3 separate regions of the Macaca mulatta genome follow, and regions 2 and 3 are each linked to region 1. Evidence: chromatin contacts called from public Hi-C data. All regions are on one chromosome and are shown on one strand. The core of a region is the stretch at or near the end of the contact, and the rest is flanking DNA. Distances in the headings are between cores, read along the strand shown. Region 1 holds the start of KDM3A (lysine demethylase 3A). Region 2 holds the start of MRPL35 (mitochondrial ribosomal protein L35). Region 3 holds the start of RNF103 (ring finger protein 103).

Evidence for each region. A called contact is a pair of places that touch in the nucleus more often than the background predicts.
Region 2: a Hi-C map of fetal cortex germinal zone shows a contact between it and region 1, with 2.9 times the contacts expected there. The contact joins the promoter of MRPL35 here to the promoter of KDM3A in region 1. A contact is called at or near these places in 2 of 14 Hi-C or Micro-C datasets (fetal cortex germinal zone and fetal cortical plate).
Region 3: a Hi-C map of fetal cortex germinal zone shows a contact between it and region 1, with 3 times the contacts expected there. The contact joins the promoter of RNF103 here to the promoter of KDM3A in region 1. A contact is called at or near these places in 4 of 14 Hi-C or Micro-C datasets (cortical neurons, fetal cortex germinal zone, fetal cortical plate and 1 more).

What each region holds. Positions count from the first base shown.
Region 1 is chr13:37,952,349-37,954,914 of T2T-MMU8v2.0, reverse strand. KDM3A (lysine demethylase 3A) reads left to right here and starts at 1,299. Exons shown (of 26, transcript XM_077959077.1): 1 at 1,299-1,580; 2 at 2,499-2,566. The coding sequence starts at 2,529.
Region 2 is chr13:38,184,696-38,187,261 of T2T-MMU8v2.0, reverse strand. MRPL35 (mitochondrial ribosomal protein L35) reads left to right here and starts at 1,279. Exons shown (of 4, transcript XM_015112795.3): 1 at 1,279-1,351. The coding sequence starts at 1,309.
Region 3 is chr13:37,767,595-37,770,160 of T2T-MMU8v2.0, reverse strand. It overlaps RNF103 (ring finger protein 103), which reads right to left and starts at 1,291. Exons shown (of 4, transcript NM_001266577.1): 1 at 506-1,291. The coding sequence starts at 731.

The sequences.
Region 1 (2,566 bases), core at 50-2,549:
ATAAAATGCATTGGATATCTTTCCATCTTTTCTAAGATCAGTAGAATTTTTCCCTTGAGTTGTTTTTCAGATTAATATTTAATTACATTATCTAAGTTCTCCATACCTTCTCTTGTATTTTAAATTTGAGTTGCATACTTCTGAGCTATTTGTCTTCTATTCTGATAACAAATTGTCAAATTTGTAAAATTTCTCATCGTTCATAGCATTAGCTTAGGATAGGCCATGTTTTTAGATTCATAATAGTTCAGAAGACCATATTGTCTTCATGGACTTTATCCTTTAATATGAAATCCTTTCTCTTTTGATACTTTTAATTATATTAATATTGCTATATTGCTTTCATTTGGCTACCATTCGATTAAATATTTTAGCCCAGTATTTTCAAGCTTCCTGTGTTGTAAGAGTTTGCTTACGGCCAATTTATACTGGATTTTCCTTTTAATCCCAATTGTCTGTTTAAACTTGTGAGTGAAATTAACCCATTTATATTTATTGTAAATACTGATGTTTGGACTTACTTTTCACATTAAAAACATTTTTACCATATGTTCCAGTTTCTTTTGCTTATCTCGTTCCCATTCTGCCTTCCGTTCAGCCGGATAAGTTTTTTTTTCATTTAGCAGCTCCCTTCCTTTAAATGGTCTGCAGATTATAAATCCAATTCTTGTGTTATTAACTTTAAAAACTTAAAAGTCAGATTCAGAATATGTATATTGAAAATTAACATCCAGAGTTAATTTGCATCTATAATCCCTTGTATGTTTCCAAACATTCTCTGATTATCCGTTTTCACACTTACAAAATGGAGGCATGAGTTCTTCTTAAGGATTAAATGTGATGTAATGTCAAACACCAGCCTTTATGAACATGTCTTTAATTTCTTTATTCCATTTCTTTTTCAATCAATCAAAATACTTAAGGTCCAGGGCACACAATCACCTCTTAACTGCTTTGTCCTTCAAAGTCACCTTCTCTTTCATCTCTTGCATCATTCATTATGGCCTTCAACTACTTTAAATTTCTTTGCAAGTCTCTGAATACCTTCTCAATCCCCCTTTAGAGAAAAAAAATCCCATTATACATGTATGCAAAGGTCTCTTTTGCTCTAAATTTAATGAACGTCATTATCCAGTAACTCCACGACTTTCTTCATTTATCCTTCAAAATGGCGGACTTCAGACGTTCCACGATCAGCACCACGTGCGCCTGCGCCTCCCGCAGCCATTTCGCCCAGCAGCCTAACCTCTGCGAGGCGCCTGCGCACGAGCCTCCAGCGCACTGTCGCTCCTCCCTCTAGCTGAGTACGCCTGAAACCGCACGTTCTCTTCCCTTCCCTCCCCCGCTGACTCTGCACCGCCCTCACCCTTTCCTGTGAGATTCTTCCGCGAAGTGGAAGGCTCATCTTCGGTCGACAGCCCACGCACTTGAAGAACAATCCAATAGGCACTTATAGCTCAGGATCTCGCCGTTCAGTCTTATCTATGCGCCACGGCAATTTTCCTCTAGGTCCCAAAGTTGATGACCGATTTCGCGGGACTTTTTTTTGCATACCGTGAGGCAACAAATGGAAAGAATGGGTCTGTGGCGGAGGGATCACTGGCTTATTCTCTGTGTACTTTAACCTAATGGGGGTCGCCCGGGAGTCGGAAGGGGGAGGGGGAAAGGGAGGAGGCAGCCAAGGAATTGTTTTTTTCTCTGGCCCCGCCCTCGCCCGGCCGGCCAATGGTGATGATCTGTTTCCCCCGGAGCCTCGCCCAGATCTTGTGTCTCAGCCAATGAGCGGCGGAAGCGGCTCCGAGGGGGCGGGTCCGGGAGGCTGTGCGTGTCTTGTGAGAGCTCTTGAACCAAGTCAGTGCTGGAGTCGCCTGGGCGGCTGGAAACGGCGGCTGCCGCTGGTGACTCAGGGAGGCGGGAGGCGGGGTAAGAGCGCCGCGGCCTCGGCTGCGGGGAGAGGGGGAAGAAAGGTGAAAGCGCTGAGCGCGCGGCCCCGCCGCCCGTTGGCAGCGGCGCAGGCCGGGGGAGACAGGCGCCCGGGGGTCGGGGGCCGGGGAGCTGGGCGCCGGGGCTGGGCGGCGGGGCAAGTGCGGAATCGCGGGCTCGCCCTCCCTCCCCCGCGGGGCCGCCCGGGGCGGGGACCCAGCCGCCAGGGACCGGCGCTGTGCACCGGGGGCCTTTTCTTTTAGGGGCTGAGGGCTGAACACTTTCAAATCCACTCGAGCCGCAGATAATTCTTCTCTCACTCTCTCTGCGTTTGCGTTTGAGCTGTTAGAGAAGCCAAACTTGGGAGAGCGAGGGTCACGCGGCGCTGCGGCCCGGGTGTGTGGCAGGGGAGGGCGCCGGGGAGCGGGAAGGTGCGGGAGGGGGGCTTGGTACGGGTCCGCCCGGGGCCGCGTCCTCGCGCGGGTTCGGCGCCCTCCGCCCGTCCTCCCTGCTGTCTCCGCCCGGCCCCCTCCCACTGGCGGCCCCCGTCGCATTTTGTTTTTGTGTTTTTGCAGGGAGGAGCCCTTCCTGCAGGCGTGGAAACCATGGTGCTCACGCTCGGAGAAAGTTGGCCGGTATTGGT
Region 2 (2,566 bases), core at 30-2,529, 230 kb before region 1:
ACTCACTTGTTCAAAAATGTGCAGTGAGGCCAGGCTCAGTGGCTCACACCTGTAATCCTAGCACTTTGGGAGGCCGAGGTGGGAGAAATGTTTGATTCCAGGACCAAACAATTGAGACCACCCTGGGCTCACATAGTGAGAGCTAGGTCTCTACAAAAAAATTAAAAATTAGCCAGGTGTGGTGGTGTGTGCCTGTAGTCTCAGCTACTCAGGAGGCTTAGGTGGGAGGATTGCTTTAGCCTAGGAGGTCGAGGCTGCAGTGAGCTGTGATCGCTCAAGCCTGAGCAACAGACCAAGACCTCGTCTCAAAAAAAAAAAAAAAAAAAAAAAAAAGTGTGCAATGACTCCCATTGCCAATTCAAAGAATTTTTATGAATGTCTCAATATACTTGTCTAGCGTATGTGCCTATTTTTGGACTCAAAGTGGCCACCATAGGTGGGAGATCAAGTTGGCAACAATAGTGTTCCAAGGTAACACCCCCTATATCTCGCTCTGTACCCCAGGCTGGAGTGCGGTGTCTCGATCTCGGCTCACTGCAACATCTGCCTCCCGGGTTCAAGCGATTCTCCTGCCTCAGCCTCCCGAATAGCTGGGACTACAGGCGCGTGCCACCACGCCCGGCTAATTTTTTGTACCCCTTAGTAGAGACGGGGTTTCACCGTGTTAGCCACGATGGTCTCAATGTGCTGACCTCGTGATCTGCCCGCCTGGGCCGCCCAAAGTGCCGCGATTACAGGCGTGAGCCACCGCGCCCGGCAAGAATTTTTGTTTTTTTTTTTTCTTTCTTTCTTTTTTTTTTTTTTTTTTTGAGACGGAGTTTCGCTCTTTCGCCCAGACTGGATTTCAGTGGCGCGATCTCGACTCACTGCAACCTCCGCCTTCCGGTTTCAAGCGATTCTCCTGCCTCAGCCTCCCGAGTAGCTGAGATTACAGGCGCTTGCCACCGCGCCCGGCTGCTTTTTGTATTTTTAGTAGAGACGGGGGTTTCATCATGTTGGCCAGGCTGGTCTCGAACTTCTGACCTCGTGATCCGCCTGCCTGGGCCTCCCAAAGTGCTGGGATTACAGGCGTGAGCCACCGTGCCCGGCCCCAAGAATTTTTTTAAATAATAAATTTTGTGGAACCTTCTATAGGCACTCTTTACAGCGGCGAAGAGCGGAACCCGGCAGATCACATTGAATAAAGGTTGAGTGGACAACTCCTTTGTTATTTTCCTCTTCCTTGACTCCGCCTCCTTGCTTTCCCTTCATTCCCTTTGCGGTTGTGCTTTTAAACCCAAAGCGGCCGCCGTAGGCGAGGGTGGCAAGATGGCTTCCTTTGTCTTTGCTGGTGCAGTGAGAGCAGCTTCAGGTCAGTGGAGAGCGACATACTCCATGCATGCCTTCACAGGAAGGGGAACTGGTGCGGGATAGAATGGGCGTTTAGAGGGAGGTTAACAAGCAAAAAGGGTCATTATTTAAGATAAGAGGGTTAAGCCCAATTTTCTTTGGGGCGGTGTGACCGGCAGCCTGTACCAGGTTCCTTGACTCGGACTCACGCGGGCCTGTGTGTCCCGCATTTTCAACTTCCTTACCAGCTTTTTCTTCCCTAGAAAACAAGCCAGAGAAACTGGAACGGAGGGGGCGAGGGAGACCAAAAAGTCTCACCTAACTTTCTGATTTGGAGGCTAGGACCCGCCATTCTGGACCTTTAACCTTGAGAATTAATTTCTCCTAACTTCAGATTATATACCTTTACAATGGGGGTCATACCACCTACCTGGGGATTAAATGAGATAATGCACGTAAAGCCTCTTGGGCAGTGCCTGACACATGGTAAGTTTGAAGGCCAATTTAATTTTTAACTACAGCCCCCGGCACAAGGGCTGGCATGAGAACTTCCTGACTGAGAGACAGCAGAAGTAAAGGCGACTAAATTCAGTTGCCGTCACGTTAAGTACTTGTTGCACAAAGTTAAAAATCATCTAAATACCATAAGATGCTCAGTAAGTTACTTTCACACAAAATATATTAAGTTAGGATAACATTTTGTGGGAGAATATAAGAGATCAGTCAAGAAAAAGCAACGATGTAAATTTTCCCGTTAGAGAAAAGCTTTTTTTATGTGAAGTATTTTTTGTGTTCGCAAAATATAATACATACGAAGAAAATTTTATATAGTATGCATGAATGGTTTAACAATTCTAAAGCAAACACCTGTTTAACACTCAGGTCAAAACAGTGCACCACCTCTCTCCCCTGTATATCAAAATTCTCTACTCCCCCCCAGATATAAACACTGTTCTCATTTTTATAGTTACTATTAGATTGCCTATTTTTCCTATAGTAGGTTTTAGCATCTATATATGCATCTCTCAAGAACATAGTTTTGTCTGGTTTTGAACTTCACATGAATTAATTCATACAGTATATACTCTTTAGTGCCTTTTACATTGTGAGATTCATTCATTTTGCGTAGTTGTAATGCTTTCTCATTGATATATAATTTTTTTTTTTTTTTGGGGGGGAGGGATGGAGTTTCTCTCGTTGCCCAAACTGGAGTTCAGTGGCACGATCTTGGCTCACT
Region 3 (2,566 bases), core at 42-2,541, 180 kb after region 1:
ATATTCAAACTCATGATTTAACTAACATTCAAATCCTAGGCCCAAGTGCCTCTGATAGTAAGTATTCCAAAGATGGGTCCCCACTCTGGGTACCTTATTATTACTATCGTGACAAATACTACTATTGACAGACAACGTTTTGGAGTTTTTCTTACGTTTTTATGAACTTCAACTGACAAATAATGCTTTCCAGTTTGTAACTAGTTCATATTCCCGAATTTTGAGAAAATCACTCAACTTAGTAAACAACGCTAAGAAGCCACACTTTAAACTGTCATTTTACGACAACCTTAAAAGGATACACCAACACCCCTCCAAGTAATTTCAGCCTCCTCCTCAAAGCTGGGATCCGCATACTTGATTGTAGAAAGCTTGGACGAAGCAACCTGGGCAGCTTTAACCCTTCCAGGGAAGGCCTCACTCTGGGGGAACAGCCAGGTACCAGGAGGTACAGGTCGTCCCCTCTCCCAGGTGGAGGGGGCCCTAGGGGAAGCTCGATACTCGCCTGACTTTTCCACCAGCTCCCGGACATCCTTCTTCTCAGGCAGCCCTGAGTAGCCCAACCCTCGGCACTCCAAAATGGTCTTCAGCTTCTTGAAGCTCAGCGCCACTGGATCCACCAGCTGGGTGGCAAAGATGCCAGTTTCATACCACACAATGGCTTCAAAAAACCTGGCCAGGACGAACAGGACCAGGAAATAGAGGAGCAAGAAAAAAAGCTTCAGCCACATCTTCCCTGGCGTCTTCTCTCTTTCCAGAGAGCTCGGAATACGGGAGAGAGAAGGGTCGAGGGCGGAGGCAGCGGCTCGGTGGCAGCTTGGGCGAGGGCCCCGTGTCCACGCGCGGGCCACCCGGCGCCGTCACTGGCCGGCCATCCGCGACGGGGAGGCAGGTGACGGGATCTGCGCGGGCGTGAGGTGGCGACGAGGGACGCAGAGGCGCAGAGCCTCGCGCCGGGCCTCCCAGTCAAGAGGCGACAAAAATAAATGGGAAAAACTCACAACCGCCATCCATTAAGCACCGAGAGGCGAGGGGCGCGGGGAGAGCTCACGGGAAGAAAACGAGGGACGCTTCCCTCTGCGGGGGACACTGACCCAGGTGGCGGGGTCGGCCCTCCGGCGCCGCGATCTCAAGGGGGAGGGGGAGAGACCAAAAAATAACTCAGATTCGCCAGGAGCCGGAGATCCGGGCGGCAGGCCCGGGCCCGAGGGGCCGTGGGGGCCGGACTCCCGCGGCCGCGGGTCAGGAGGGCGCGGCGCTCGGCCGGGCCAGGCCTGGGGCCCAGCGTGTCCTGCGCGGGGAGGAGCGACCGCCGCAGCGCCGCGCCCGAAGCCCAGGCCCCAGGCCCCGCCGACCGCCCAGGATCCGCGAGAAGCACGGCGGGCACGGCGGCGGCTCCACGTTAGCTCGGGCCGGCTGGCGGGCGGCGCCTCTCAGGCAGGCGGGCACCGCGGCCCGGCCCAGGATGGGGCGTCGCGGTCCCTGCAGAGGGAATCGGTCTCGGTGGGAAAAAACCAATAACAGGCCCTGAGACTGCTCCTCCAGGCGGCTACCCGGCTGCCTCCCGGCCACTCAGCGCCTGCCCCGCTCGGATGGGCGGCGCCGGTCGCGGCACGGGTCCCCAGCACCCCCGCCACCTCCGGAGGCCGCGGCCGTAGCCTCCACAGCCGTAGATCAGGGACGGCCGCGGCCGGAGCTGAGACACAACAACTGACGTCGGGACGAGGCGGGGCTGGGGCGGGGCCTGCAGGGCAGGCCCGCAGGGGCGGAGGGCGGGGAATTCGGGGAGCCGCGGGGCTCCTGGACAACCGAGCAGAGAGTGGGAGGAGAGGCGGAGCCCCAGCCTGGTCGGGGCCTTCCCGCGGTGCCGAAAGTTGCCTGTCCGTGCTTTTGTTGCGTGGTCTCCTCTTTTGCCCCGCCAATGTTTAGCAATTGATTTCGTCTGAGTATTAGTCTTTGGACTGTATCACTTTGTGTATTTTCTGTAAAAATAGAGCAGTTAATTATTCTCTTAAAATCGATAAAAATAGAAATATACGTTTTTTGATGAATCCTGGTGAACAGCGAAATTTTTGGCACAGTTGGTTTGAGATGGTAGAAGGTTAAACCCAGAAAGCAAATGTTTTGCCCCCTCTTCATGAGAATATGGCTTTGCACATGTGTGTTGGAGGAGGTTTGGCCAAAACTGGAGTTAGCGTTATCCTAGGCCCAGTTGTCGCTGCCAGTTATAGCCTTTTCCCTCCTTCAGTCTCAGGGGTGTTAAAAGCCTGGTGTGAACTCCCTGAGTTCCTAGGACAAAGGTTGTTGAATGTTGATACGTCCAGGTGCAAAGTTCTGGGTGCTTTATTTTGTACATGGGCCGGGCGCGGTGGCTTACTCCTGTAATCCCAGCACTTTTGGAGGCCGAGGCGGGCAGATCACGAGGTCAGGAGTTCGAGATGATCCTGGCTAACACGGTGAAACCCCGTCTCTACTAAAAATACAAAAAAAAAAAAAAAAAAAAAAAAAAAAAAAAAATTAGCCGGGCGTGGTGGCGGACGCCTGTAGTCCCAGCTACTCGGGAGGC